Regions from separate parts of the Hordeum vulgare genome. Here region 2 is linked to region 1. Evidence: chromatin contacts called from public Hi-C data. All regions are on one chromosome and are shown on one strand. Each heading gives the region's core, a stretch centred on a gene start, on an enhancer-like site or on the middle of the called end of the contact. The rest is flanking DNA. Distances are from core to core; before and after follow the strand shown. Region 1 holds the start of LOC123439600 (D-3-phosphoglycerate dehydrogenase 3, chloroplastic-like). Region 2 holds the start of LOC123439612.

The links. Hi-C and Micro-C count contacts between places; a contact is called where the count stands out from the background.
Region 2: a contact with region 1 is called in a Hi-C map of leaf, with 4 times the contacts expected there. The contact joins the promoter of LOC123439612 here to the promoter of LOC123439600 in region 1. A contact is called at or near these places in 4 of 6 Hi-C or Micro-C datasets (leaf and seedling) and 1 of 1 datasets of contacts at active chromatin or transcription factors (embryo).

What each region holds. Positions count from the first base shown.
Region 1 is chr1H:388,064,311-388,068,227 of MorexV3_pseudomolecules_assembly, forward strand. LOC123439600 (D-3-phosphoglycerate dehydrogenase 3, chloroplastic-like) reads left to right here and starts at 2,472. Exons shown (of 4, transcript XM_045116295.1): 1 at 2,472-3,706. The coding sequence starts at 3,115.
Region 2 is chr1H:388,554,940-388,559,383 of MorexV3_pseudomolecules_assembly, forward strand. It overlaps LOC123439612, which reads left to right and starts at 2,897. Exons shown (of 17, transcript XM_045116312.1): 1 at 2,897-3,073; 2 at 3,777-4,444. The coding sequence starts at 3,787.

The sequences.
Region 1 (3,917 bases), core at 1,222-3,721:
ATACTTACTGTCGCAGTGCTACATCACCCTTTCCTCTTCAAGGGAACACCAACGCAAGGCTCCAAGGCCGCAGGGAAATCCTTTGCATATTTGCCAAGGAAATCCCTATAGGCGTAGCCAACATCAGAAGGACCTCTTACGCCGTTGCCGGGGAAGGTCTTTTGTTGCCGTAGGAGGCACCTAGTCGAGCCAGTGGCACAGGGACGCTAAAGGGTCGAAGGACTACCCTGTGGACATGGTGCGCAGGCTTGCGTGGCCTTGTGGTAGCCGCAGCCGTGGTGATCACGGTGCTGGCATGCCACAGCGCGCGCTCTGTGCGGTTCTAGTGGCAGATGTGCTCGCCCGAGCCATCTCTCACTGTCCCCCCTTGTCCATTGGTGCCAGCGTCGTCCCTGGTAGCCGCGTGGCACCTCCAGAAGCCTCTGGGTCGCCGGAGATGGCCGCCGCCGCTCCCAGCCAAGCTCCGCCACGGGCAACACAGTGGGCTTTGGCCACTGTGATTGTCCGCAAGCCATTAATGGCTCCGGACCCGTCCCGTTGCTCCCCTGCCCTCCTCCATCACCTCACCCCCATGCCACAACGGTCAGCTCACCGTCCTTGCTCCAATAGCAAGCCCGAGCCTCGCCGCTTCGGGAGAGCTTGGCAGCGCTCGTCGCTGGCCTATATAAGGCGCTGCCCGAACCCCTCCTAGCCATCACCCTTCTCCTCCACCCCTCGATTAGCCCTAGAGACCCCCAGCAAGAGCCGGGAGCTCGTCTCCCTCATCTCCAGCGAAAGGCTCCGCCGCCAAATTGCCTCTGTCGCCAGCAACCTCCACCCTTCCCCAGTCGAATCCGAGGCCACCATCGAGTTCCCCTCGTCTCCCTAGTCCTCCTCGAGCCTGCGGTGAGCCAAACCCCTGTCAGAACCGTCACCGTCGACGACCACCGTAGCTTCCATCGTCGGAGAAGAAGGGGCAACGCCGTCCGTCCACCTCCGGAGGAGCTACGGGTACAGGGGAACCGCCGTCGAGAGGCCGATCGATTCCCGTCATCTCCCAGCTCCGTCGCCGTCTGTATCGTTGGTGAGCCGCCCTCCTCTGTTCCCCTCCTCTCTCTCTGTTTTAAAAAGGGCAGGCCCCACCTTCTCCACTTTACGCCTTCGACGTGGCCCCCGTTAGATTTATTATTTTTGATTTAATTTCATATTTGACCAGTAACTTTGACCCTTTATAACTTTTTATTCCTAAGTCCAAATCAATTGATTCTTTTTTGCATTCAGTTGGTACTGATCCCCTCTAATTTCTGGTAGATTTTGGTATTTTTTCCATACTCACAGAATTTCTGGTTAATAAAAAGGTACAATGTGACATTTTCTTTTTTTTTTATTTCAGAGGGAAACTTTGGTGAAGACCAGGATACCCATGTGATGTAGTATTTTCATAGCATAGAATATTTTCTTGCGTTATGCCCATTTATTTTCTATAAAATAAATGCATAGTAAATTATTAAATATAAACAAGTGCTCATTGTTATAAACCACTATATTTGAAATTACTTAGTGGTTGATCTAGAGTCACCTGTCTGGGCTTAACTGTGCAACCACATTTTGCCGGTATGGGGCGGCCGTGACTTGAGCTGATCGCGTGACCTTTCACCGGTACCTCCAAAGAGGGAGGGTTATGCACGCGTGCTACCCTGATTAGGTAGGTGGTGGTAACCCTGTGAGCCCAGTTGAGTTGTTTTGGGCCCATCCCCCGTTGGGCCAGTTTAGTTTGGCCACGACGATGGCAGGTGTCATGAGGACACAGGGCCACCTAGGGCAGGACTCCCGGGGAGGATGATTGCCGGTGGTAGGATGAGAGAGTCACGGGCCAGGCAGGTTTCGTTGGAGCAACACTGGTCCAACCGAATGGGATCCCGAGGTCGGTGCTCCATAGTGTGGGTAAAGTGTGCAACCTATGTAGAGTGTCAAACCTATTCAAATAGCCGTGTCCACGGTATTGGACAACCCGACCAGACCTCAGTAGATGGTCAACCATATCCGTGTTAGTAATGATGGAAGAACTCTTCAAAGGATTAGAGATGCTCGATGAGTATTCTGGGTGTTGTAAGACAACCCAGACATGAGTAAGTTGGTAATTGGTAGAATCAGTAATCTTGCTTAATAAACTATATTGATTGTCATGCTATTGTTTGCTGCATTACTTGGTTGTTGTGAGCTTGCGAGTACATTCCAAATACTCATCTAGCGTAACATGCAGATGCAGGAGAAGCCGAGGACGGAGGTCCTCATGGTCCGTACTAGGAAGTGTCCACAGCAGTGTCCCTGTGGATGGAGTTGCCGCTATGTTCCGCTACGCCGTAGAAGTACTTAGTAGTCTCGAAGCCCCACTATGATTCATAAATAATGTACATACTGTTGCAGCACCGAGGGTGCCTTTGGCCTCGCTATCCTTATAAGATATGTACTTGTAACCATATGCTATCAATAAAGTCAGTTCAATTTTGTTTCAAGTTGTTGAGTGTTTACAGAAGACATGATCTCTGAGTTGAAAACACTGGTAATCCGATTTGTGAGCCGGGGTGCCACATTACCCTTATAAACACACACCCTCATCCTATTCTATGAGCACCTTCGAAAGACTGAAGCGGTATATCATCTTGAGATTTACGATGTCATCTTAGGCGCCTCGTCATCGACGAAAACGTCTCCTCTCACTGAAAACGTATCACTGAAAATCCTGAAATAAATATAAAAACAATGCAAACACCAGCAGATAGGCTGAAAATACCATCGTTCGTCTTACCATCCGACAACATATTATTTTGCTTGAGCTTTGTTTCCTGGTGTGTTCTCTCAGGTCTCGATCCATGTATTGCATTTCCAGGCCCCCCAAGCAATAATTTCCTGTCCCATCCACCCGTCAAAATTAATTTCCCCAAAATAACCCCCACCAACTTCCCCGGAGCCTCGCGTTAACCAACCAATCCTTGCTCCTCCTTGCCTCAATATCAATAGATCAATATCAATAGAGAAAAGACCATTCTGCTTCTTCCTCCGGCTCCCTGTCTTCCGATAACCAGATATCAGTATCACCGGCGTGAGACACGGCTCGAGCCTGATTGATTGAACATGTCCGCCTCACGCGCCCTCCTCTCCAGCCCGCACGGGGGCGCGGGCCCGGCCTCCACGAAAGCGCGGGCCCGCCTCGCCGCGTCTTCGATCCCGTTCGCGCGCCTCCGCGCCCGGACCGCGATCCTGTCGTCGCCGGCGGCCACCGCGCCGGTGACCTCTTCGGAGCCGAGGCGCCGGATCTCGCGTTCCGTGTCGGACTCGGCGCCGCGGGCGAAGCCTGCGGTGCTGGTGGCGGAGAAACTGGGGGAGGCCGGGCTGGACGTGCTGCGCCAGTTCGCCGACGTGGAGTGCGCGTACGGCATGTCCCCCGCCGAGCTTCTCGCCAAGGTGGCGCAGTTCGACGCGCTCATCGTGCGGAGCGGCACCAAGGTGACGAGGGAGGTGCTGGAGGCCGGGCGCGGGCGGCTGCGGGTGGTCGGCCGGGCCGGCGTCGGGATAGACAACGTCGACCTGCAGGCGGCGACCGAGGCCGGGTGCCTCGTCGTGAACGCTCCCACGGCCAACACCGTCGCCGCGGCGGAGCACGGCATCGCGCTGCTCGCCTGCATGGCCCGCAACGTCTCGCAGGCAGACGCCGCGCTCAAGGCCGGTGAGTGACTCATCGCTTGACTCTTGCAGCCTCGTTTCATTTGTGATCGTTGGTGGTCAGTTACGTTACGTCCGTTTTAGTTTATCGATTGCCATTCTTTCAGATTTTTAGTGCTACTATTTTTGACATCGACGTCCGATTCTCAAGGATGGCTCCCAGTAGATTATAATACCACAAATATTCGTTGGTGCTTACTCATCCTCAGAATCGG
Region 2 (4,444 bases), core at 1,647-4,146, 490 kb after region 1:
GGGGAGTTGGGGAGCCAGGGGCGCTAGGGTTGCTCGGGTTCGGTGGTGGGGGCGGTTGGGGCTTGGCCAGTTGGGCCACTTGGCCCAGCTCGGCCAAGGGTGGGGGGGGCGTGTTTTGCCTTTTTTTTTCTTTTTCTTTATTTGTATTTCATTTTCAGTTTTATTTTACCCTTTTGTTTATTTCTTTATATAAATTTTTATTTTCTGCATTCTAATTCAGAAAACATATTAACCACTACTATGTGCTATAATTCAAACATTTTTATTTTTCTTACATCTGAAAATTTAATTCGTTTGTCTTTAAAATAAAAATGATAACTGTTTTGACTTTTATTTAGTGACAACCTAACTCAGTTAAATATGATGACCTAGCATCATTAGGGTGCGGTTACTGTAGCTTAATTACCGGGGTGTCACATGATGTGTCTAAGCTGTTGTGCGTGCGGTGCTGCGATTGTGCTGTGATGGAGCTACAATGAAGCTTCGTTGGGCTGCGGTGAAGCTTTGTCGCACCGGGTCATGTTGCCATTGAGCTGCACCGGAGCATCGCCGAAGGTCGTCGGTGCTGCCATGGAATACTGCGATGAAGCTCCCCGGAGAGAGCACCATGGTGCAAGCGGGCTAGCCTGTTGCGAAGTGGTCATGAGAGAGCATCAGTTGCAGCACTAGTGAGGTGCTGCGATGCAGCTCAGCGGAGAGCCGTCGGAGAGAGTGCTTATACTGGATTCAGCGATGTCCCTTCACTGTGGCCGGTGCGGGAGGGGTATGGGCCCTGCAGTTGTGGCTGCAATGGAGTGGTCAGGCCGCTGGTGGTGGTAAGGTGCATGGGCGTGAGAATGGGCCAGATGAAAAGGAGATCAGACGGTTACGTGTTTGGGATTGGACGAATCGCTTAGAGAAATCATCCGGTTGATTCCTAGCAACCCCCTTTGTCCAAACACGTTTCACATCCACCAAATAAGTGTTTAAATCTGGTCATGTAAGAGATAGTTGACGACACATGCTGGGGATCCACCTGGCGCATCTTTTTATAGAAGGGAACATGTCGAAATGATACGACTGGCTCGCTATGTCACGTTTCACACTCTCTTGCACACTTAGAAGGGGAAGGGGGGGGGTACTATCGTGCAACAAGGTGTCATATGTTGGGGTGCGACAAAGTCAATGGTCCACCTAGTTGGAACGGGAACACAATGACAAACAAGATCTCGTAAGTGAGTTCTCACGATGAATGTCAAAAGACCGTCTCTCAAACCAAGCTTTCAAATTGATCAAATTGTACTCCATGATGATTAGTCTCGATGGCTCTGTCACATCACAAAAAGATCAAGTAGGTGGTGATGTGAAGATATAAGGATGTACATTCAAGTTATAACCAATGTAAACCATGAGTTGTTGTGAAAAGACATTTATCTTTGATGAGTAGTTTATTTTATTTTCACCCTACAATAGAGACAGATGAAAAATAAGTAAGGATAAGTTGACACACTTGTATAGAAGGGAACACGATGAGCCCATTCGACCCATTAGCTATGATACCGCTCACATTGTTCACACACATTTTTGGGGAGGGGGGGGGTATCGTGCAATATGTTGGCGAACATTGTGATGTGCCAAAGGCAAGGGAGCACCGCACACCGAGTCGACAATAGGAACAATGGCAAAGAAAAACCATGCAAGTAAGCTCTCACAATGACTAACATGCAACTCTAGAACTTTTTTTATAGATTCAATTGTACTACTCCCGCGAATAACAATAATGTGTGCGTCGGTTGAAAAAACCGCATGATGATACCGAGCATATGCCATTAGACCCATGTACACATGGCTTTAGTGTAATTCGAACTAAGACCGTCGTGATAATAAATCATTTTGTTTTATTTCAACATTTTACATTTCCATCAGGGTTTTCCTTCATAAAAGTTGTTTTCTCGATTACATATTAAATCTCACTCAAATAGATGTACTCCCACCGTTTCATAATATAAAAATGTTTTTGAAAGTATCTAGCATTGGGAGCAATTTTTTGACCTAGAACATTTTTTAAAGACATTTTTGATCTAAACCTAAACACCGCAAAACAGTAGACACACAATAGAAGGCTTTCACATATGATCCACTATTTACTTAGAGTATCTATAATAATCGGACATTGCAAATATAACCCCCTAAATGCCCGCAGACACGTCCGGTGAATGACCGGACGTGTATTCTATTTGTCCGTTCGCGTAACCACCCTCCTTATTTTCTTGCTCATATGTACGGTCATTTGCACATAATTGAAGGAGAGAAAAGAAAGAAATGAATGAATAAAGAGAAAAAAAATATGGTCCACGGCCTTGATGCGTCCTATGTGGCAGACTGACCGGGTACGTCCGGGCGCATCTGCAAGCCCTTTATATCCTTTCCATATTTGAGATGGATATGAGGGTTCGTTGATAGCCCGAACGTACAAAGATGATTAAGGGGTTTGGTTGATTTTTTTTTTCCTGTTCGATTGATCGGGCGTGTTCATAAACGTACGAGGGTTATTTGAGACGTTGGGTGCGGATGATCTTACTCGCCAACAGAGTCACAGGTGGTCTACGGGCCAAGTCCATGGTGGCGCCCCCACTCGCACCAGAGGCGTCGCGACAGGCGAAAGTCTCGTCACAAACCAAACCCAAACGCCGCAACAAAGACCCAAACCCGATCCAACCCCAACCCCAGCCCGAGCCCGCACCCGCCCCCTCTTCTCTCCTCTCCTCAGTGTGCGGTGGCCGACTGACTGGCTTGTGCCTGGTTCGCGACTGGCGTGGTGCTCCGCGCAGCCAAACCACAAAGCTACAAACCCCGCTCCACCCCCGCCTCATCGCCTCCTCCGCCGCCCTTCTCTCGCCGCCGACCGCCCCCGCCCCCGCCCCCGTCTCCCCCCACCGTTCACGGTGTCGCCGCGGCCGCCGAAGCAGGAGGCAGGGTCCTTCCGGCGCCGGGCGCCGGGGTATGAGCAGCAGCCGCCGCCCCGCAGGATCTAGGGTTCCGACCACCCCACTCACGTATGGCGGGTGCTAGAAGCTCCAGCGACATCACCTCGGTATCTCCCCCTTCCCCCTTCCATTTACCGCGTGTGGCTGACGGGTGCCGTGTGCTCGCGTCGGGAATTGCTCCGGGCCAGCGCCTGGCCCGACGAGCTAGGGTTTTGAGTGGCGCTTGAACTGGGGCGCTTCGTTTTTTGGATGCTTTTAGCGGGCTGGTTTCAAGTTCGCTGCCAGCTCTCGGGAATTAGGGTTTTGGAGTAGCATCCAGTGTCAGTCCGTGAGTGTCGGGTTTGCTATGTCCAGCTGTTGCCAACTGCGGCTTTGGGTTCCTGCTCCAGCGATTTGATTTTAGGCTTAGCTAATAGAGGGTGATTTGCTGGTAGGGCATGACATCAGAATTAGTATTTGGCCCATCTCGTGTGCTTTATTATACGGAGCTTAAAAATGGGCTGATGCCCCCCGCCATGCAGTTTTATGCGAGACTCATGGGCAGGCAAGTCCTTGTGGCCTCCTATAATTGGCTAAGATTCTGGTTTTCCGTTCCTACCAAGCAGGTTATTAGCCCTGTAATGTTTGATCACCCATCTGAAGAATGGTGATTTGTGTAGTTATGCTTATGTATGAACTGGAGACATGTGTAAACCATCTACCAAATGCCTAGCTAGCTTGGTGCAATGTTTCCTGCTCACACTTTACTTTCGTCATTGACATGTTGGAACTTCCATTTCTATATAAATTTTAAGTTTGTTCATCTTGCAGACAAACACCCATGGAGTATGATGATACTGATTTCCAGAGCCAAAATTTTCAACTAGCTGGTGAAGACAACAGTAAACCCCCATCAGGTTTGCGGCCATTTGCACTGCCGAAACTTGATACTGACGACCAATTACAGGGCCATCTCAGATTTGGCAATTTGACAGACTCTGAAGGATTTTTCAGTGTAGGAGGGCACGATAATAGTTGGATTGAGGTGCTGTCCACTGGAAGTACCGTCGTTGATTTTAGTTCTAGTGCAGCTGAATCTTGCTCCATATCTAGGAGTAACTATGTCTGGTCAGAGGCAACTTCCACTGAGTGTGTGGAAATGTTGTTGAAGTCAGTGGGAGAAAATGAGATGACTGGTAACATGGATGATAATGTGCATCAGCAGTTAAGTGGCATGGACAGTCAAATTTGTCCATCCAACATGCAACCTAAATCTAGTGACTCTCCATCAGATAGCATTGTGGTGCCTGCTGAGAATGACCAGTCCCAGGGCACTCGTTCTAGAATGCCAGAAGATCCTTTGACAAGTCAACCTCAGTTTGAAGATATTGCACCTTTCTCAATGGTTGAGAAAGCTGAACATGCCGCAGCTTCAACTTTATCAGGCAGGAAGTCGAACTATATGTTGGATTCTGTTTCTGAGAAGTGCATTGTGAGTG